6 separate regions of the Mus musculus genome follow, and regions 2, 3, 4, 5 and 6 are each linked to region 1. The links are chromatin contacts, called in public HiChIP or PLAC-seq and Micro-C maps. All regions are on one chromosome and are shown on one strand. The core of a region is the stretch at or near the end of the contact, and the rest is flanking DNA. Distances in the headings are between cores, read along the strand shown.

Region 1 (3,258 bases), core at 520-3,019:
GGAGAAAGTTGAATTAAATAGGTTTCACTGGCCCTGTTTCTTCTGACAAAGACAGTTTCAGCTTAAAAATTAAGAAACAATAAGTTTTAAAGCCTCTATTCAGATGCCATGTGGTCCAGCAGTGAAAGAGTTAACATTCAACGTCGCTGAACCAAGCAAGCTTCTGATCCATTCCATTTCTCACAAGCTGCCCTACAATGAGCTGAGCAAGTATCAACTGTAATTTGATCCAGGAGTTTATGGGGAAAAAAATAACTGCACATACTCAACATGCACATTTAATAAAAATCTTTTTTAAGAGAAACATATCCAATAAACACAATTTAAGGCGTATTTAATTGTTTGATTAACTTCAAACCTGCAATTCCTTTGCTTTCCTGACGCTCTCAAATAAAATAGGAGAAAGGAGGGGGAAGAACCAGCTCCACGGCAGGGAAAAGAGGCTTGAAAAACAACTTTGATTGGCACTTGGCCTGACCCACAGAGGAAGAAAAACAGTTTTTGGACAAAGAGCGCAAATATTTGAGCTTGCTTATTTATGTGCTTGCTTGTTTTTCCTAGGACATAAAGAGCAATCCTAAATTGACTGTAGATAGGAAAATTGACAAAAACGGCACCATATTCATCTTAGCTCTCAAATATGCACAGCTCAGCAATTTTAATTCATTGGTGCTGGACAAACAGAAACACCTCACCTAATGATTTCATTTCATGCAATGTAAAAATAAGAGTGTAAAAAAGAAACAGATTATATTAGTCAAGGAGGCTATTCAGATCTTATTAAAACCTCTTCTGCGTCTACAGGGACATTTTGTCATCCTTTCTCTCCCTGCATCCCCATCCCCCACGGGGCGATTAAGCCAAGTAAGCTAAACAATACTGGAGTAAACTTTCTATCAGTCACTCTGGAAAGCAATAAGCCAATCCTGGGTCGGATTTTCTCGATCGACATCGCGGTGGGGGATGATAAGGAGGGCGAACCCAAGTCGTCTTCAGCCTCCACCTCCACCAACCCAAGCTGAAAGCGCTGGAAGATCGAACAGCATTTCCTATGGGTATAAAGTTCAAGATGCCTTCATGGTGCCTTTCGGGACCCACCAAGAGAATGTCAAGAGGCGGTGCCAAGGCACCGTAGGCCTGGCAGAAGCGACCCAGTCGAAGAAAACACCCCCCCAGAGTCAGCCACCGGGGAGAGGCAGCCAGTCTCCTGCAGACCAAACTGGTTGCTGTGATTTCAGGCCAGCCTCCATCCCCAGCCGAGCCGGTTCCTCCCAGCATCCCAGCATCCCTTCAGCCTCGGGGCAGACCCGGCGGCAGCCCAGGGGCCGGGCGCAGGGACCCGCGGGGGGACACTTTGCCTCTCGTCCCCCCTCCCCCGCAAGCGCCGCCCGGACCCGGACCGTGGGGAGCGCCTCGCCGCCGGACGCGGCCGCGCCGTACCTTCCGCAGCACTTTCCGGCAGTTGGTGCAGAGCAGGTAGTTGGCCGAGGCCGACGCGCTGCTGCCACCGCGGTTCATCGCGCCGGAGCCGGGCTGTCACCGCGGCCGCTAGCGAAGGGCTGCTTCAACGTTCTCTTCTCAGGGGGTCGGGCGGCAGCGACGGCGCAGCGGCTGCCCGCGCGAGCTCGGCGGGGACGGCAGCCGCGGCACTCAGCGACCCGTTGTTCCTCCCGCCCCCATCGCCAGACCCCCGCCCCGCCAGCCAGGACGAGCAGCCGCGGCCGTCTCAGCTTCTCAGTGCGGCCCCGCCCCCGAGGCCCGCCGCCTTCAGGGCAGCCGCGCTGGGCACCGCCCCCTCCCGCCAACCAGACGGCACCGGCAACGCCCCCTTCTGCACCCGCATCCAATGAGTGGCTCCGGCCAATCGCGGGAGGCGAGAGCAACACGAATCTCCGGGCAAGTTAAGTTTATCTCCGAGGCTCGATGCTGAAGAGTGACCCTGGGTTAGTTAGGTAGTGGGGTGGGAGGGACTCCAATCTACCAATGAGAAATGGAGGTGTGGTGTATGCAAATTATCAGGAACTCTAGCGCCACCCTCAGGACAAGCCACGCCTCTCTGCAAAAACCGTGCAGAATGGAGAGTGAGATTAAATAGCTGGAAGCTAGAGCTCGCTAGAGGATCTGAGACCTAGCTAAACATTTCCTGATCTCTCGGGAGTGGGCCGGGTGGACGCTAGAACGTTCCTTCCTCCGGGGCAGAGATTCAGCTTTCTCTCCATGGATCTAAATCTAATAGCTGTGAGGAAGACTGCGGTCTTGCAGCACTTTGCTCCCACAGATCTCAAAGAACTTTATGTTCTTTATGCACTCTGTAAATCTGGTACGAAAGACCAACTACCTACGGCTGTAGAGTTAGAAGTCTACACAGCTATTGGAGTTGGAGACCCGGAGACACATCTTTGGTTTAGGGGTTTTTCCCTCTCTCCGACGATCGTTCTCACAGCAAAGAAAGTTCGTTTATCATGAACAAGTCAGAGATTGATACACACACACACACACACACACACACACACACACACACACACACACAAATCCTGTGGGAGGCCTCTGGTTAGAAACTTGCAGAGCACAATCCCTGCCTGTGATGGAAGGTTTTGAGTACGAATTGCCATTTAAAACGATTGGACTGGACCTTCCTCTCTCAAAACTGACAACGGTGAGTCAGGGTTTAGCTTCTATGTTCTGGAGACAGAAGGCATAAGTCACTGAGGAAAGCTCCGGCTGGCCAGATGCCCAACCCAGGCGAGTGAGAGAGCCAGGTACTCCGAGGGGCCAAACACCAACCCCGGACTGCAGACCAGACTCTGGCTGCCTGCTCCCCAGTGAGAACAAAGGCGGTGCAAAGCGAGCACCTGATTGGCTCAGGGTGCTCACCGGTGTCGTGGAGCCCATGATAGGGTGCTTCTGCTACTGGCGCAGAGCACCAAGCTCCCAAGAACTGCAGTTCCCCAGCCGGCCTTGGCGGTGACCACACCGCACTGCGTGCTATGACATCACCTGTTTTCGCTCTTGAGAACCTAATCTGTATTCTCGGCTTCTCGTTTTCTAAAGGTCTCGAGTGTGTCAGGAATTGTGAAGGCCTGCAATTTGTAGAATGTATCTGTGGAGATGGTTTTAAAGAACCGACCCACTGGTTTACTTGTATTGTTTTTCTTGTATTGTTTTTAATTTAACATACTACCCTGTGTTAGGAATTTTGTGTACTATGATGTAAAATCGGGAAGGCGCTGTTGGAGAAGCCTGCACGGTTAGCATAAC
Region 2 (3,258 bases), core at 382-2,881, 430 kb after region 1:
GTAGGAATATGTGTATACATATCACTTATAAAAATATATAAGACTGAAAGTCACGAGGTACCAAGACACACTAGACATTAGACAGCAAAGGGCCTTAGCTCCATCTTCACATCTGGCCCACCCCTTATTTCGAGTTTAACTCACTATCTTCCAGAAATCTAAGTTATCCATTGAACAAGCTGTAACATGCCAGGAGCATTGTTCAGAGCGCTAACACACTAGAACATTTGCTACAGTATGCCTATACACTGGACATTTACTCAAAAAAGGTTAAGATTTCATCTGAGAAAACTGACATGCTTATCCTGGCCCATAGTTGATAGGTTTTCACATAGCAAAGGAGGCACAGTCATTTGGGCTGCATTAAAAATCAACAACACAAGAAGAATTTGCAACAGAAGCCCAGTCTGTAAGATTCCTGGTTTCTAAGGCTGTCTTATTAGCAATGCCTAAGGGAAGCTTTACCATATAGAGAAAAGCAAAAACAAGAAACAAGCATAAGACAATGACCCTTTAAGAACCATCTACGGCAGTGGCCCTCGCCTTCCTATTGCTGTGTTCATTTAATACAGTTCCTCATGCTGTGGTGATCTCCCAACCAATAGAATTATCTCACGGCTACTTCATAACTGTCTTTTTTGCCGTTGTGAAATTGTAATGTAAATATTTAATATGCAGGACGGTCTTAGGTGACCGCTGTGCCCAGGGTCATCCAACCCTCAAAGGTTGAATGACTCCCTCCCTATAGGTTGAGAATCGTTCATCTAACTCAAGCAACAGCTTGATTCAAAGCATGCCACTTCTCATGCAGAGGGCACTGGGAGCATGGGAGCATCTTCTTGGCTGCCCAAGCTGTGTGTTGGATGGCACTAGGCTGCATCCACAGAAAAGCACAGTGATGCACACTATCCATGCCACACTTCCACAGAGCATACTGCCTTTGCTGGAGATGGCAACTTCTAATTCAGGTCTGCTAGGTCCTGGGTTTCCCTCCAGCACAATAAGAACAGGGATATTTGGGTGTACATAAAGGACAAAAATACACACTGTACTCTAAGCATTAGTGGGACCACTGGAAGTGAAATAAATGTTCAAATATTGTGTGATTTTTAAAAAAATTTACTTATTAATTATATGTAATTACACTGTAGCTATCTTCAGACACTCCAGAAGAGGGCATCAGATGTCGTGACAGATGGTTGTGAGCCACCATGTGGTTGCTGGGATTTGAACTCAGGACCTTTGGAAGAGCAGTCGGTGCTCTTACCTGCTGAGCCATCTCACCAGCCCCAGTGTGATGTTCTTAAAGAAATTTTAAAAATACTAACTCTGAATTCAAAAGCACTTCAACCAAAGAGAAAATGATACTTTCAAAGTCACTTTTATTGAGCTAATCAGTTGACTTGATTGGGAGTTGGGGGATATGATGGAATTATCCAAATTTAACCATTTCTGGAAACACACTCTCATGTATAAGAAAACATTCAACTATAAATTCACTAGGCTGGCGATGACTCAGCTTTTAAAGGCTAGGCTCACAACCAAAAACTAGGCTTGCTCTTACTGAAGCAGGTCCTAGGGCTGGTCTGGCTGAGAAGGAAACCACTGCATAGATAGCATGGTTTGGTAGCAGAGCCCTCCCTCTGGTGGACATTGGTAGGAATTTTCAGAAAGCTTAAAATGGCTCCAGGATTCATTGCGTGACCTGTAATTTTATACAAGTTGTTTTAAAGTCAAGGTGTTTGGGCTATTGGGCAGCTGAAATGTAAACCCATTCTGGGGGTTTCCAGTTAGAGGTGTTTGTATTTATCTCTTTGAAATCCTTCTGCTGGATTTCCAAGGGATGACTGCAGAAAGGGGGAGGGGGCGTTCGCGGGGTGGGGGTGGGGGTGTAGTTAGACCATGCCTGAGATATGAGAAGACAACTAACTCCCTTGACTTGCCACTATCTGAAGATGTGATGAGAAACCACTACCTGAGAATGGGCGCTCTCTCCACAAGTGGAATCAGCCAGCGCCTTCATCATGTACATGGCCTGTAAAACCATGAGAATCAGTGTTGTTAACAGGCCACCAATTTAAGGTACACTAATTTAAGGTTGAGATCAGATCTCAACCTGAGCTTGCAGCTACCTTTCCTAACAGCCCTTCGTTATGCAGGCGTGCAGCTACCGTTACTAACAGCTCTTGGTTGTGGAGGCTTTGTTTGCTGGAATGTGGGAAGGAGACCAATCTTTATTCCCTTGATCCCCAGAGCAGGCCCTCTCCAACCCTAGCTGTCCTGATTGTCCAAAAACACTGGAGACATTACTCTCAGAAATGATGACAGTGAAGTGTCACCAGAGGAAATGGAAGGGGATGGGGAGAGTAGTTAAATTCTGGTTATGTTATGAAGTTAGGGCTGGAAGAAATTTTGAAAGAACGGTCAGAGTGTGAGAAAGAGTCCGGGACAGTACTGAAGATTTGAGCCCCAACAAATTGAATTGTTTCCATCTAGGGTGAGAACATCAAGAGGGGCTTCCACTTGGACTGTTTGGGTACTTCTAAGCACTAGGACACAACTTTGGACATTAAATTTAAGAGGCTTAGGCTGGCAAGATAGTTCAATAGGAAAAGGTGCTTGCCACCAAACCTGACAACCTGAGTTCAAATCCTAGGGCTCACATTGGAGAGGCACACACACACACACACACACACACACACACACACAGGTTAAAATAGTAAAATATGTTTAAGAGGCTTAGACAACTAAATGGAGCTGCCAGCCAAGTTGCACTGAATACAGTATGAATAGGAAGGTAGATCTGATCTATTGTACGTTTATGCAGCACTAGACTTACAGATAACACTTAATGAACTAGAAAATGAGTATTGTTTTTAAAATTTAAAAGGAAACAGGATGGAAGCTCGAACAAAGGGATAAAAGGGGGAACAAGTACAGAAACAAGGCAGGAGTCACAGCAAGTGTGGAAAGCTGAACTTTTGCAGTTTACAGAACACAGTTGCATCATATTTCCTTTGGTAATTCCATCTTTTGCAGACTCTGCACTCCCTGCAACAATCTGATGCTTGCAGATCTTTGCACACTTTTGACTCCTCACAGTGACCTGGCACATGGCACATGAAAGTGATTGCCTGTGCTCTACCGCAGATCTCAAGTCCAGCCCTATACTTTTTTATAGCAGTGATTCCCTCTACTATGATCGAGAAACAGGAACCAAATTACACTGCAGCATGATGATGGCCACTACTCAGACAT
Region 3 (3,258 bases), core at 292-2,791, 360 kb after region 1:
GCACACAATACAAAATATGTAAACTTTGAGATCAATAAAAGAAAGCACAGTGAGAAAAAACTTCAAGTTCACCAGTATAAGCAATTATTGAAATTACTATCAACATAAGGAAAATGCTACAATTGAACCACAGTTTAGATAAGCCCGACAAAACCCACACACCAAAAAATTCTACTGCAAAAAAATTTGTATTTACTAATTTGAAAATTGTGACTTGCTGTCTTGAAATTGGGCTACAATTTGCTACTTGTGTTTATAGCTTAGCCCTGAAACCATGCAAGTTACTTATTTCCTGTCAATCATGTTTGGCCATCTACACACCAAGATGCCTGAGGGCAGCGACTCATACACGCTCTTAAAGCAAGCTTCATGGAAGCCATCTCAAACCTTCAGTGAGACTTTAGTCAGAGGGAATGAAGATTTGCTCAGAGTAATTTCATCTGAAGATGAAAATTCACCGCAGAACCCTCTGGGGCAGCCAGCAGTACCGATGCCACACTGTCTGGTCTTTTGGGCTCCCTCAGCACTGCTTGAGCATAGTTCTTACCAGAACCCCGTGGCTTGCCCGTGAGGCTTGAGCCTAAAATGGTCAGTGAGCCTGCTGTGCACTGAGTGTGCACATCTGCACTCTATCAGTCATGTATCGCACACATTGCTGTGGAGCAGAGCACATTTTCTGAAATATAAGAATCTTGGCACCATGATGCAGGGAGCAGTGTCTGTCTTGCTATTGAATTCACAACGGTAAGTATTTTATATATAAGGCAATCCACAAATATTTGCTGAACAATTTCCCCATGAAGAGGATTTCTTTTCTTTATCAGCTGTCTGAAGAGCAGAGGCTGAGATGGGCCCTTTCAGGCACCCGTCTCCAATGCCTGATTGCTCTGCTGGAGGGGGAGGGGAGGCAGAACTAAACAGGAAATGTGTTTATTTAGATCTCCTCTTTGGTGGAAGAACTTTTTCTTGAAGAAGTTTATGGTATAGTAGCCACCATAATTAAAATATAGTGTGTGAATATATATGAAAGGTAGTGTTATGATTTCTGCTTATTGCCAAAATTTTTTTAAAAGTTGGGAAAATTAAAACTATTCAGGTCTTGTCTCATCGAAATCTACCCTTTCACGGCAACAGAGTCAGTGCTCACCTCCTTCCACTCCTGAGCAAAGTGACACAGAGGTCTGATTGGCTGGCTGGGGCTCATGAAGCCAGTCAGTTTCCAGTTTTAATTCTGGGGCTTTATTGGATGGGGTCCTCTTATATTCTTAGTAAGGTTCCTTTTATTTTTGAGTATGCAGAACATTTACTCAAGTAAGCTCAGAATAGTTCAGACTTATGAAGGAAATAAGAGAGACCGGAGACAACAGGTGAGGCTCTAAGGATGTGGCCTCAAGCTTCCCCTGTTATCCCCAGCACAGCCAATCTTCAGCCTCACGTCCTCTCAGTAAGAAACGATTACAATGATGAGGACATTACAGCAATTCCTTTGCTTTTATTTGTCTTCTGACCGAGCTGCCTAGTTGGGAGGGTTGCTATGGAGACAGTGGTGCCATGGGCAACACAGTGCACTACATTGAAGTCTCAGAGAATCAATGTTGGGGCTTGTTGGAGAGTTTCCTGGGCAAGTTTATTGTACTGAACGAGAGAATGGGAATCTGACCTGAGTGAGTAAAAGCAGTCCAAAACATTGTGTCTGTGGAGGGCCAATTAGGTTGCTCACTGGACACTTTGGAGAGGAAACTGCCCATACTGTTCAGACACACCAAGTGAGAGAATGAAGGGTGCTAGTCTGACGGGCTGCTTCAGAGATCGTAATACTTCTTTCAGGAGGCTAGCAGAGTCTTTATTGGATTTTGCAGGCATATTGAAAATCCACTGTGATAGCAAATGAAATAAGAACCTCCTAGACTAAATAAACCAGAATGAATGGGCTTTAGCTAAGGTCTTGAAGCACTTGGGACACCTGCACTATGGTGCTCATCATTGTCCGACCCTGGCTTTCCAAACCCAAGGCTTCTTTATACACCAGTTTTCACCCATGGTATTCTGATGGCTCACCACAGGCTCTCTTTTTCTCTCCTCATTCCAGCAGTCATATAGTCATATAGATCATAGCCTTCCACAGAAAAAGTATTCTCTCTCTCTCTCTCTCTCTCTCTCTCTCTCTCTCTCTCTGTGTGTGTGTGTGTGTGTGTGTGTGTGTGTGTGTGTGTGTGTGTTACATGGAAAGGAAACTAGAGAGGAAACAAACAAAGGAAACTAGAGATTGTACATCTGGGTATAACAGAGCAGAGACACTGGGCGATTCACTCTGGGAACAGGTATGAACAATGCAAGTTCATCGTGATTGTCTACATCAGGGACTTGGGCTCCCAGCTATCACAAGGTTCTCTAAAAGTCACAGGGACTATGATAGTTTAGTTTAGTTTAGTTTAGTTTAGTTTAGTTTAGTTTAGTTTTGTTTTTCGAGACAGGGTTTCTCTGGGTAGCCCTGGCTGTCCTGGAACTCACTCTGTAGACCAGGCTGGCTTCGAACTCAGAAGTCCGCCTGCCTCTGCCTCCCAAGTGCTGAGATTAAAGGTGTATGCCACCAATGCCTGGCGATATTTTAGTGTAAGATTTTCAATCATAAATTCCATGTGGCAAGAATTTTCAAGCGGATGGAATTACATCACAACCACCACATTGAAACAAAGACCAGAGTGAATGAACACCTGTTTACCTCCTGTCTTTGTTTTAGGTGAAGTGTATGAAATATAAACATCATCTCATTAAAGGAAGGTTTAATGGCATTTAGTACATCTACAATGCTGTGTATCCTTATCTGGCTCCAAATTATCCATATCATTTACAAACTAAAGTCTGATGTCAGCCATAGTGGAGCACACGTTTAAGGTCAGTAACTGGGATACAAAAGCAGGCAGATCTGTTCGGTGTCCATGCCATGCTTGCAACATACCTGGGATGTTCCAGTTTGCTGCATGTTCTACTGGAGTTAAAGGATGTTTTCTAATGATGACTGTGAAGCCTATGGCCATTGATATTTGTTGGCAGTGACCTGTAGCTAAAATCATGGCCCAGGCAATAGGAATATGATGTACAAGAGAGATACTCTTACCCACTCAACCTGCTTTCTGCCTGTCTGTCGGTCTTGTTTGTCTGTCTGCTATCTGTTGAGGTAGGCTCTTATATAACCCAGACTAGCCTCAAACTGACTATGTAGCTGAGTATGATCTTGAGTTCATGATCCTCTGCTTC
Region 4 (3,258 bases), core at 391-2,890, 340 kb before region 1:
TTGGTAACTTGTCCAAAGTCATTAGGATACCAAACTAAGCTGTGACATGACCCACACTTGTTTGTATTCTAGAGTTGGTGCTTGTAACTGGTCAGTTTTGCTCCCTTCTGGGGGAACAGAGTAGAGGTGTTAGGATGTGTAGACTAGCCCTCTCCCCCCACTCCCAGTCATATCTCTTCTCCATATCTATAGTCTGTCACATCCCAGATGAATCAGTGAAGCAGTTGACACCTCGATGACTGTAGGACACAGAGTCAGCTGAGCTGGCCCTCAGCATTGACGCTGTGTGGTAGGAAGCAAATGGGTTTCCACCCTTGGCTTTGCTACTGAACTTGTTCTGTGCCGTTAGGGAAGTCCTTGCACAGCCGGGTGGGAGTTTCCGCACTAGCCAAGTGGAAGCTGTGTACGTTTACCGTTCAGTCCTTCCCAGCCCTGCACTTTGTGACTGTCCACTTACTCGTGTTGTCTCTTCCTTTGCAGTGAAAACTCTTTCCTCATTTATCAGCTCTTGCCAAGCACCCTTGGTGAGAAACCTTGCCAATTCCCTCCAGGCTGCACTGCTGCTTGCTTGCCCAGTGCCTCCTTTTCCTGCACATCGGATCTCTGCCCCTTCCCCCTCTACACAGAGCTGGTCTCTTCTCTCTCCTGTCCAGACTCTTAACAAGAGGGGACCTACTGCCCTGTTCTTTTCTGTGCACACGTCCTGGCTTTGTGTGTTCTACAAAGGCAGGTGACTTTAACGAAGCCTGTGCTTGAGAAATAAGTTCAGCAATTACATTTGGGCCTCTGTCTGAGAAATCAGAGGGCTGTCATGGAATCCGGCTGGAACACTGGGGGTGAAGCGGTGAGCGGGTGAGTTTAGGGAGATGGCACAAGCCAGACATGACCCCTGCCCCCATGGCCAGGTAAGAAGAGAGAAAAGAGGAGCCAACCGTCAGAAACCTTGATATGCCCTAACCCTCCAAGTAGGGGCTTGGGCAGCAGCCACTGGCCTCTGCTCTCAGAAGACAGACCAGAAAGGTCCTAGTGCATGGCTTCAGAAGACAGTGAGTGTAACCTCGCAGAGGGCTGGGCAAGGAGCGTTGCTTAGGGAAAAAGTCTGATTTCGAAGGCGGGGCAGAGTCACAGACTTCAAATTCTTTGCTTCTGTTTGAGCAGATAGCAGCCTGAGGGTTGTGGTCACAGGATGTACAGTCCTAGGAAGCCATTGAACATTTAAGGCTGTAAGGAAGGTCTGTTTAGCTAGCTGTTCTGTTCCTCAGTGGAGCACATCATAGCCCCTCCTATCCTGACCGCCCCACCTGATAGAAGTACTAGGGCCTGGGGATCGCTTTCACCTGGAAATTCCACTTAGAAGAAAAGTTGGTCCTAAACCAAACCTAGCCTGGAGTTCGGAGGCATATTCCAGCAAAGGATTCTAAGGCATTCAGATAGAAATGGTGAGTGTGACAGGAATTCAAACGCGGATAGGGGACAAAAACAAGGGAGCCAGTCTCCCTTTTTGGTCTCAGGGAGACACGTCAGCCTGAGTCCCGGCAGTTTCCGAAATCCCGGGAGGGGCGACGGGAAACTGGGGACGGGCTCTAGGGCCCCGCGGCCGGGGCCGGGGCGGGGTGAAGTGTAGGGTTACAGGGATCAGACCAGCGACCCTCCTGGGTAGCACGCTGGCGACTGGGAGCGCGGGGCGCCCAGGGACCCGGCAGCGGGGTGGGGTGGGTGGGACTGGAGGGGGAACGGGGCATCTCTCTGCTGCCCGAGTGCAGAGGCACCCTTCGCCGCGCCTCCCAGCCGCCATCCCCCTGCCGCCATTCCCCTGCCGCCGCGTTGCCCAAGCCAGGATCGTCCCATGATCGCCCCATGCGGAGGGCAAAGTCGCGCCGGGGACCTTGCGAGCCTGTGCTTAGAGGTAATCAGCTCAAGCCGGGGGTCCGGGAGGGCTCCCCCTGACTGGGCCGAGAGGTCTCCGCGGCTGCTCCCGAGAGCCCAGGCTGACATCAGCTCCGCACCAGATGTGGGGACTTGGTGAACCAGATTTGTGCTGGGGCCTCAGATTGTCCTGTGAGGGATCCAGAAGGTTCAACAAGACAAAAAGCAGAATTCGGTTCAGAACTACCCTCCGAGTGCCCAGTACCCCCGTGGGGGATTCCCACGGGAGGCCAAGGACTCGGGTACGCGTGCGGGCCCCTGACGCGGGACTGGCATTTCTCCTGTGGCTGGCAGGTTGCGGTCCCGGAGGATCTGGAGGCTTGGCGGGTGCCGCTGCTCTGGCGCAGACAAAGGCGCGCGGGGCGCCCAGCCTGGACCCCAGGACGCGCCCCGGCCCGGAGGCTCGGGCCTTTCCGCCCTGAGCCTTCTTTGTTCTCCCCAAACAAGTTTCTTGCACAAATCAGGGGTAGGATCCGGCTTTCCCTGGCCTGTTGGCAGTGCCTTGGAAAAAATCTGGTTTCCGGGAGGAAGCACAAACTTTCCAAGGGGGAGCTGGTTGAACTTTTTTGGAACGTGACATTTGTGGCAGACAGGAAAGTGGAACCTCGGCCCGTGACGGCCCCTGACAGTGCAGGGGACCCACTGGTGTTAGCCTTAAGTAGCCAGGCTGGGAGATGAGGTCTCACCTTCTCCAAGTCCCCTGCTTGGGGACCTCAGAAGACGAATCCCGGGCCTGTGCCCCTATTTTCTGCCTCCTTTTTTCCCCCTGGAAAATGTTTGCCTTTCAGCTCTTGTGGTGGGTGTATTGTCTAAATGCCTTTAAGTAGGGATAGTGTGTGGGTTACCTGGACGTCGGCTTCTGGAGACAGGTTTCGATCTCACGGGGCCTTGATGCTTACATTTTGGATGGTATTTGGTCCTTCGGCCCCTCTGCTTCCTGCCCATGGTTCTGTTTCCCTACAAAGACTTAAAGTTTGGCGGGCTTTGCTTATTAAAGTCCTTGGTGATGGTGGAGGATGTCATGCCTCAGAGGTCCACTGAACTCCAAACAGTGTCAACTTGTTCACCGAAAGTGCTCACAACTAGAACTGGGTAATATTAAACAGCTACAATTCCAGAAGACTCTCTTTCAGGGAGTGAAAAGTCAGGGCTTGAAGTATGGAACGCTCATGGTTTCCTGCTTCCAAAACTAGGCTGTGGATCCTGCCAAGCTGGCTAAGATTCTCCCTGGCTGCCTACCACACAGGGCCCAGGTTGTGTTGCCCAGTACTTCAGGATCTCTGGGATTCAAGTTCTTAGAATAAGAATGTACTTAGGTTGAACTGTGTGGAA
Region 5 (3,258 bases), core at 234-2,733, 300 kb after region 1:
CCACTCGCCGATGTCTTCAGTCAAGCACATCTCTCACTATGCTTCCTACTCATGTGAGTTCTGAGATCCAATCCTGACTTCCTGCCCTGTCACTGTATCTTTTCATTCACACTGAGAGAATGCCCTTAAAAGCTTTATGAGTTTCAGATCAGGTTTGCTTTTGCTGCTTTAACAAAATATCTGAGAGAAGATGATTAATAAACAACAGAAACCTCTTTCTGGTAAGTCTAATTAATGCAAGTAAGCGCCATCACACACACACACACACACACACACACACACACACACACACACACACAGTGGAAAGCAAAATGAAAGAAACCTATTCCATCAATTCCTTTGATAAGGGCTCCAGGACTTTGGGGTCATTTTGAGGCAATGCTCATGGGATTCTTAGAAACACATCAACCTGCGAGTGCTATGAGCTATGTCCTCAAGGCTCTTAGAGACCTCTTTACTTACCAAACAGGCTCTGCGAGTCAAGATAAGTCACATGCAAGGGATGGGATGACGCTAGGATCCCAGACTGCTTCACTCCCTTGCTGCCTTCATAGAGCTTGCTGGAAGGCTACTCTGACTTCACTGTGGATCTAGGTGCTGACACAGGGACTTGGTGTCATGGAATGATCAAAGCAGCTAAACTTCTTACTTGAAGCTCAAGGCTCCAAGAGAAGGAATTCAAGCAAGAAAAGTAGAAGATGCCAGTCCTCTGATGATCTGACCCCGAGTCATTTGGTATCATGTCCATTGCTTTCTTTTAAGTCACAATCTCAGTCAGATTTAAAGGAAGGGGACTTTGATCCCTCCACAGGAGTGTCAAGGAATTTGAGGACATATTTAGATCACACCAAGCTTTCACAGGAAGATCCTTCCACAGAAAGGGAAATTTAGGGTAAAGCCCGGGTTGGGGGGGGGGGTCATGGAAAGCTGCTCAGAGCAGACATCAGAGGCAAACAGACAGACATACAGACGAACTTCCTGGGGCTGAGGTGCCAAAGTATAGTAAAAAATGAAGAATCAACCCTGTGGAAGAAGGTTTTCAGAATTGTTCTCAGAGTTAAGAATAACGGGGAATTAATTCTGGGATCTAGAACCCTCTTGGGCTCCCATTCACCTGTGGTCGTCACCATAGTCTGAAGAGTAGTTTGCCAGAGTCCAGAGGAAATGTCCATCTGGAGTAATGGCTTTTTGTAGACTACACCCTGTATCTGGAACCAAGCTTGCCATACGCATCAGGAACTGTGTATACACAAGAGCTGACTGACTACAGGAGCTGTTTCAGAGGAGTAGAAAGTTGGGCATGAGGCCTGAGGTGCTTGATGCTGGAGAAGGAAGCCTCCAGTGGTGTGGGGTGAAGAGAAAAGAGACTGCACAAGAGCTCCAGGCGTCCCAGTGCCTGAGCATCTGGACTGGGAGTCTGAGGAGTCTGAGAAGCTGAGCCAGGCGCTTCCAGATCACAGCGGGAGTTACATTTGTCAAGGCTTTCAGGCAGGAAGAATTGAAGGCCCATCAGAGAGCTTGATTTATAACCCGACACGGGAGAATCAAGCTCCCTATTATCCTGGGAAGCTGTAGTACAGGCTGATGAGTTTACACTATGTCCTGTGGGCAATACGCAGCTATTAGAGGAATTTCATCTGACAAGTGTTATTTATTTACTGGCATTTCACAAGAATCTACAAGGATGCCTGCTACCCTCATCCCCTGCATATCTTTGCGTGTGTTGCTAACATTTGAGTCTCAAGACAGTACTGGAAACACTCTGAAAGAGGGTGGGACAGAGTTAGGTTTACACTTTAAAACTGGAAAGTCCCCCAGAGGTGGGCTCCTGTGGTGAATGTTTGACCCTAGCTTGTGGTGCTCTTGGGAGACCATGGGATGTCAAAGAGGCTAGTGCTCACTGAAGGAAGTAGCTCACTGGCCGTGTGCCCATCACAGGCCCAAGAGCAAAGGGCTGAAACGTTGAAATGCAAACCCCAGAGTCTTTATAAGTTACTCCTTTGGGTATTTTGTCACAGTCTCTGAAAGCAAGATATGTGGAAGACTCTAGAAGTAATAAGAGGTGTTGAATTATAATACCCCAGTTTATGGCGATTATGCTGGTGATAACAGCAAAGAAGCCAAGAGGTAGGAAGCTGTGTCTGAAACACTGTTATAGTATTTTCAATGTTACAGTACAAGTCCATCTCCCACACCCTCTGTGACATCCTGACAGCAAGCTGTAACTTCCTCATCCCTCTGTGGGAAATGTCTGTGTAGACATACGAATATTCCCTAACAGAAGTACATTGTTAGTTATGCACAAAAGGATTATAATTATTCAGTGCAAGTTGCCTTTATTTGGTTGAGGGAGCTGTCTTGGACTGAAGGTCTTTAACATGCTCCACAAAACTCTTCCTCGCCTATGTGCTGACCCCTCTCAGGCTCTCTGCTTCGGTTATACTGGCTTTCTTACTTGACCAAATGGCCAAGCACTGCTTTTCCATCTCATGTCCCCCTCACCCCTACATTTGTCGTTCTCTAAACTCCCCCTCCAGCACTCCAGCTTTGGTTGCCATTATCAACTCAGATCAACTCTCACTTTTCCAGATGAGGCGTCTCCTGACTATTTAGTCTAAAGCAGAGTCAGAGTAGCTCAAACCCCAGCACAGCCATTTCACTTGCTTCACAGTTAACACAATACCTTAAAACTGTTCACCCTGAACGAGTGCACAAGTGCGTGTGCATATTTATGTGTGTGTGTGTGACTGTGCATGCATGTATGTATGTGTGTGTGCATGTACATGTGTGCATACACACACTCTCACCTCTACAAGCATCCACAATTGAAGTAAAGGGAAGCAAGACCAGTTCTGAGACTTCGGATAAGAAAGCACAGAAATCAGAAAACACATGAACACGTGCCTCCAATTCAAAAGTCACTAGGTGTTTATTGCTTCCCACAAGTTTGAAGGCCCATGTCTTGGCTTGAGTTGGCTCTGTGTTAGGAGAAAGACCCTGAGGAGCCAGGATGGGTGTTAGAGAAAGAGCCCTAAACAACTCTGGTTCTGGAGCTACGAGGCTTAGGCAAGTCATTCAACTCTCATGAAAACTCCCTTCCTGTAACATCTGCTCCCTGAGCTCAGCATAATTTGCTTGTTGTTCCCGAGTTGAAGGGATTTCAGAAAGAGGGACACTAAGCTTCTTCTCTATATGTTCTGCTCAATGCTATTTGGGCATCTAGAAGTATTGGAAGATCTAGATACCAACTGAGAAGAA
Region 6 (3,258 bases), core at 329-2,828, 270 kb after region 1:
GTCAGGTACTCAGAGTGTGTGATTTGTCTTTCTCTGCTGTGCAGCTCTGCTATCCTGAATACGGGACTAGTCTCAGGCTGGGTATTCTAACGGTGACAAATAGAGTGAAGAAGAGTTCTAAACTTACACTTTTCTATTCACCCACCTCGGTGAAGTAATGGTGTTGTGATTTCTGGAGTCATTACTCCATTCATACAGCCAAACTTCTAGCCCTGTACAGGTCCTAAGACAGATTGGTTTGTAGATGTTTCTGAACCAAGTTCAGTGGTCAGAAAATGCCGTGATCTTATTGGCTAATTCTGGGTCACAAGTCTATCCCAAGTTTGGGGGATAGGGAAGAGAAGCTTTCAATTCACCTAAACCCCATAGTACATGAGTGAAATATGACTTTCTGCTACTAAAAGAAATATTGAACAGCTGTCACAGTTATGTCAAAGGCACCACCGTGGAATGGAGAGAGGACAAAGGGAGAACAGAGAGGAAGTCAGCTGTGACCAAACAGAGATAACTTCTAGATTGCTCATTTTGTCTGGTCAGTATGTACATGTGAACATCTCTAGCTCCACTGCCAACCATTTCCATGCCATACCTTGCTCCAGACCCGATGAAGGAGCTAGACTCCATCTCACATTCAGGCCCTGTACAGGCTGCTCCTTCTTGTGGCATGTAGTCCACACCACCCAGCATCCCAGCATCAGCCCACTAAGTCAAATGCATATGTTTGCATCTTCAAACATGCCTCTCGGCAAAACAGCAGATACTCTTTTGTGTCAGGTCTCATGAATAACAATTTAGTTTTCTACACAGGCACATACATGTGCGTGTACACACACACACACACACACACACACACACACACACACACATGCATATACACACCATGGCTTCTCATGGGTTTGCTGGGGAGCAGTCACCTGCAGCGCCCCTTGGTATTCCAGGAGTATCTGAAAGGAATTATTTGCTGGTTGCTGTCTGTGAAGAAGCAAAGACCACCACTCTCTGCTACCAATGTGTCACAGATCCTCCATGCCTGTGAATTAATATCAACTCTTAACAAAGTCATATCCCAAGGTCTATGACCTGACTCTGCCCAGCTTTCTCAGAGAGCATGCCAAGTTTTTCTCATGGAGCGTGAATGTCTTTTAGAAGATATGAAAATGCAAAGTCTTCTAGAAGCATTTGAGAGCACTGACTCACATTCTTCCTTGTTCTGCTATGGTTCGGTGATAATTAACCTTTTGAAGTCCAAGAGTGTGAGGCAGCTTGGCCCTCCTTAGTGAGGCTTTCCTATCAGGCATCATGAATCAGGAGGCAGAATGGTCAGAATGATCAATGTCTTTTACTATCTTGGCCATTTGAATACATGGTCCCCCATCGGTGCTGTCTGGGGAGGCTGAGATGTGCAGCCTTGCTGGAGGAAGTACCTCACTGGGCTTTGAGAATAAAGTTTCATCTACTACCCCTTTGCTCTCTCTGCTTCATGGTTACACTAAAGGGTGTAAGCTCTCCTCAGCATGCTGCTTGTACCACAATTACTGCCTCCAGCTGCCAAACTTCCCCTTGATCTGTTATCAACAAGTCTGCAGTGCCTTTGCAATGTGCCATGTGACAGCCAGTCTATTTGCTAAGCCTGCCCCAGAGCACCATGGGCCTGTGAAGAGAGCAAACTGCTCTAATCCCCCTGCTCCAGGCTTTCTTTGTTTTTTCTTTGTTTTTCCCTTTTAGTTTGCTCAGACCCTGGTTTATAGATCACCTCCTTCTCTGACAGGCTCTTTGGATAAAACAGGATTGTGTCTTGTCCCTCTGGAATCATAAGTCCAAATAAACTTCCCATAAGGTGTCTTGGTGTTCTATCACAGCAACAGATATGTAATTAATAGGGGGTGGATTTAAAAGATGGCAGCCTATTCCAAGTTCCAGGTCTACCAGCAGGAGAGTCAACACACCCTTTTAGATAACTGTTTCTTATCTCGAATGAGTGGCATCAGGGAAAGTTCTTGTGAAGTGACTTTCTGCCCATTGTTTTCCTAGCCTGATAGATTTAGGGCAGGGATAGTTGGACATTGTATAATGGAGCTTCCCAAGAGGCTGCTGACAAGCTCTCAGGCTCTTCAACAGGCAGGACAGTCACCCTTTGTACCCAGTGAGAACTGGGAGCTGAGCTTGCCAGACTTCCAGAATGCAGCAAAGCCTGTCCCACCAGCCTGTCAGAGAATGAAGTGATTTTATAAGGCAGAGTCTGAGGAAACTAAGAGTAAAAAATAAATAAATAAAAGCAAACTTCTGAAGAGAGAGCTAAGAATAGTTGGCGTTCCTCACCGCTCCATGATGCTCTCAGGCAGGCCTGGCCCACTCACTGCAGATGCTGAGAGTCAGGCAAGGCCTTCCTTCCATGGGGACCCAGTTGTTCTTCCCACTCCTCCCTTCAGGAAGCTTGTGATGTGAGACCCGCTGCTCCCCTCTGAATGCTTTTGGACAACTTTCCTCTGGGCTCTAGAATCACATTTACCACTCTAGCCCGATCTCTCTGATTATCTAGCATTTCTGCTCTCTGATTTCTGCTTGTGACTTCTTCTTCCTGGATGGTTTGGGGTTTCTCTGTCCTCTCTCCTAAGGCCTTGAAGTGAGACTTGCTGTGTCAATGTGCTTTGTCTGTGTTGGGGACTGTAGGTATGGGTTATAGTAAATACACACAAATGATTTACAGATCAATCAGATAGTTTTTCTGCCAAGTTTGGGAGAGAGAACTAAAAGGTCCATTCATACTGTGTGCCCGTGGATTCTAAGTGATTTACATACAGTTTCTCAGTTCGTACTCCCTGGAAAACTCGAGGGAAGATTATTGTGCCTGTTTCCATATGTCATGAAACTGATGTTCTGAGCCAGCTAGATGGCTCAGGGGATAAAGGAACAAGCCTCCAAGCCTGATGATCCGAGTTCCGTGTTGGATCCCACATGGCAGAAGGAAGACAATAGTGTACTTTAGTACTGTTCCTCCCTCGACTTCTTTCTCCATCCCCTCCTGTTAGGCCCTCTTGTCCCCAGTTTCACTTCTACTTCATCTCATGGGTACATCTCTGAGTTGATGTATCTATAAAGTTGAGGACCTGAAGATAAAAGTAAAACTCAGTATTGTCTTTCTGAAACTGTATCCTTTAACAGCTTTCTCTCCATCTAAAAGACAACTAAACATCTCAAGTCAACAACTCACGGAGGCCTAGTCCATCCATGCCAGCAACACCTTCTGGCAGAGTTGAG

Evidence for each region. A called contact is a pair of places that touch in the nucleus more often than the background predicts. HiChIP or PLAC-seq counts read pairs in DNA pulled down with a chosen protein or histone mark.
Region 2: a contact with region 1 is called in an H3K4me3 HiChIP or PLAC-seq map of bone marrow-derived macrophages, with 5 times the contacts expected there. The contact joins the enhancer-like site here to the promoter of Sesn3 in region 1. A contact is called at or near these places in 22 of 39 promoter capture datasets (the 3T3-L1 cell line, 3T3-L1-derived adipocytes, the C10 cell line and 12 more), 2 of 15 datasets of contacts at CTCF or cohesin (the NIH/3T3 cell line and large pre-B cells), 7 of 484 Hi-C or Micro-C datasets (the HPC-5 cell line, bone marrow-derived macrophages, cerebral cortex and 3 more), 24 of 115 datasets of contacts at active chromatin or transcription factors (the 230-238 cell line, DN3 thymocytes, the NIH/3T3 cell line and 15 more) and 3 of 9 other capture datasets (embryonic stem cells, liver and macrophages).
Region 3: an H3K4me3 HiChIP or PLAC-seq map of neural progenitor cells shows a contact between it and region 1, with 17 read pairs. The contact joins the enhancer-like site here to the promoter of Sesn3 in region 1. A contact is called at or near these places in 12 of 39 promoter capture datasets (3T3-L1-derived adipocytes, the C10 cell line, the HPC-7 cell line and 9 more), 1 of 15 datasets of contacts at CTCF or cohesin (CD8 T cells), 2 of 484 Hi-C or Micro-C datasets (bone marrow-derived macrophages and cranial neural crest) and 22 of 115 datasets of contacts at active chromatin or transcription factors (the 230-238 cell line, CD8 T cells, the SCID.adh cell line and 18 more).
Region 4: a contact with region 1 is called in a Micro-C map of embryonic stem cells, with 5 times the contacts expected there. The contact joins the promoter of Amotl1 here to the promoter of Sesn3 in region 1. A contact is called at or near these places in 3 of 484 Hi-C or Micro-C datasets (embryonic fibroblasts, embryonic stem cells and uterus), 1 of 115 datasets of contacts at active chromatin or transcription factors (pancreatic cancer cells) and 1 of 9 other capture datasets (pancreatic islet).
Region 5: a contact with region 1 is called in an H3K4me3 HiChIP or PLAC-seq map of neural tube, with 2.8 times the contacts expected there. The contact joins the enhancer-like site here to the promoter of Sesn3 in region 1. A contact is called at or near these places in 13 of 39 promoter capture datasets (the 3T3-L1 cell line, 3T3-L1-derived adipocytes, the C10 cell line and 8 more), 2 of 484 Hi-C or Micro-C datasets (bone marrow-derived macrophages and nephron progenitors), 16 of 115 datasets of contacts at active chromatin or transcription factors (the SCID.adh cell line, T-cell acute lymphoblastic leukemia, VIP interneurons and 13 more) and 3 of 9 other capture datasets (liver, macrophages and pancreatic islet).
Region 6: an H3K4me3 HiChIP or PLAC-seq map of the SCID.adh cell line shows a contact between it and region 1, with 12 read pairs. The contact joins the enhancer-like site here to the promoter of Sesn3 in region 1. A contact is called at or near these places in 16 of 39 promoter capture datasets (the 3T3-L1 cell line, the C10 cell line, the HPC-7 cell line and 12 more), 1 of 15 datasets of contacts at CTCF or cohesin (large pre-B cells), 10 of 484 Hi-C or Micro-C datasets (the 3T3-L1 cell line, the HPC-7 cell line, Th1 cells and 7 more), 26 of 115 datasets of contacts at active chromatin or transcription factors (the 230-238 cell line, DN3 thymocytes, the NIH/3T3 cell line and 19 more) and 4 of 9 other capture datasets (adipose tissue, embryonic stem cells, liver and 1 more).

Annotation. Positions count from the first base shown.
Region 1 is chr9:14,274,812-14,278,069 of GRCm38.p6, reverse strand. Sesn3 (sestrin 3) reads right to left here and starts at 1,769. Exons shown (of 10, transcript NM_030261.4): 1 at 1,441-1,769. The coding sequence starts at 1,518.
Region 2 is chr9:13,847,609-13,850,866 of GRCm38.p6, reverse strand. It overlaps a transcript of Fam76b not described here. Among named protein-coding and RNA genes, the nearest start is that of Fam76b, 22 kb to the right of the region's middle. Within about 2 kb of position 1,631, at least 6 of the 459 cell types and tissues checked have an H3K27ac peak or open chromatin away from gene starts, as enhancers often do. A contact at or near this core is called in bone marrow-derived macrophages, where this site is marked.
Region 3 is chr9:13,917,289-13,920,546 of GRCm38.p6, reverse strand. No RefSeq gene overlaps it. Among named protein-coding and RNA genes, the nearest start is that of Fam76b, 91 kb to the right of the region's middle. Within about 2 kb of position 1,541, at least 45 of the 459 cell types and tissues checked have an H3K27ac peak or open chromatin away from gene starts, as enhancers often do. A contact at or near this core is called in the SCID.adh cell line, Th17 cells, embryonic basal ganglia and 2 more, where this site is marked.
Region 4 is chr9:14,613,382-14,616,639 of GRCm38.p6, reverse strand. Amotl1 (angiomotin-like 1) reads left to right here and starts at 1,640. Exons shown (of 13, transcript NM_001081395.1): 1 at 1,640-1,906. The coding sequence starts at 1,858.
Region 5 is chr9:13,977,281-13,980,538 of GRCm38.p6, reverse strand. No RefSeq gene overlaps it. Among named protein-coding and RNA genes, the nearest start is that of 1700019J19Rik, 110 kb to the left of the region's middle. Within about 2 kb of position 1,483, at least 9 of the 459 cell types and tissues checked have an H3K27ac peak or open chromatin away from gene starts, as enhancers often do. A contact at or near this core is called in neural tube, where this site is marked.
Region 6 is chr9:14,004,746-14,008,003 of GRCm38.p6, reverse strand. No RefSeq gene overlaps it. Among named protein-coding and RNA genes, the nearest start is that of 1700019J19Rik, 84 kb to the left of the region's middle. Within about 2 kb of position 1,578, at least 19 of the 459 cell types and tissues checked have an H3K27ac peak or open chromatin away from gene starts, as enhancers often do. A contact at or near this core is called in the SCID.adh cell line and extraembryonic endoderm stem cells, where this site is marked.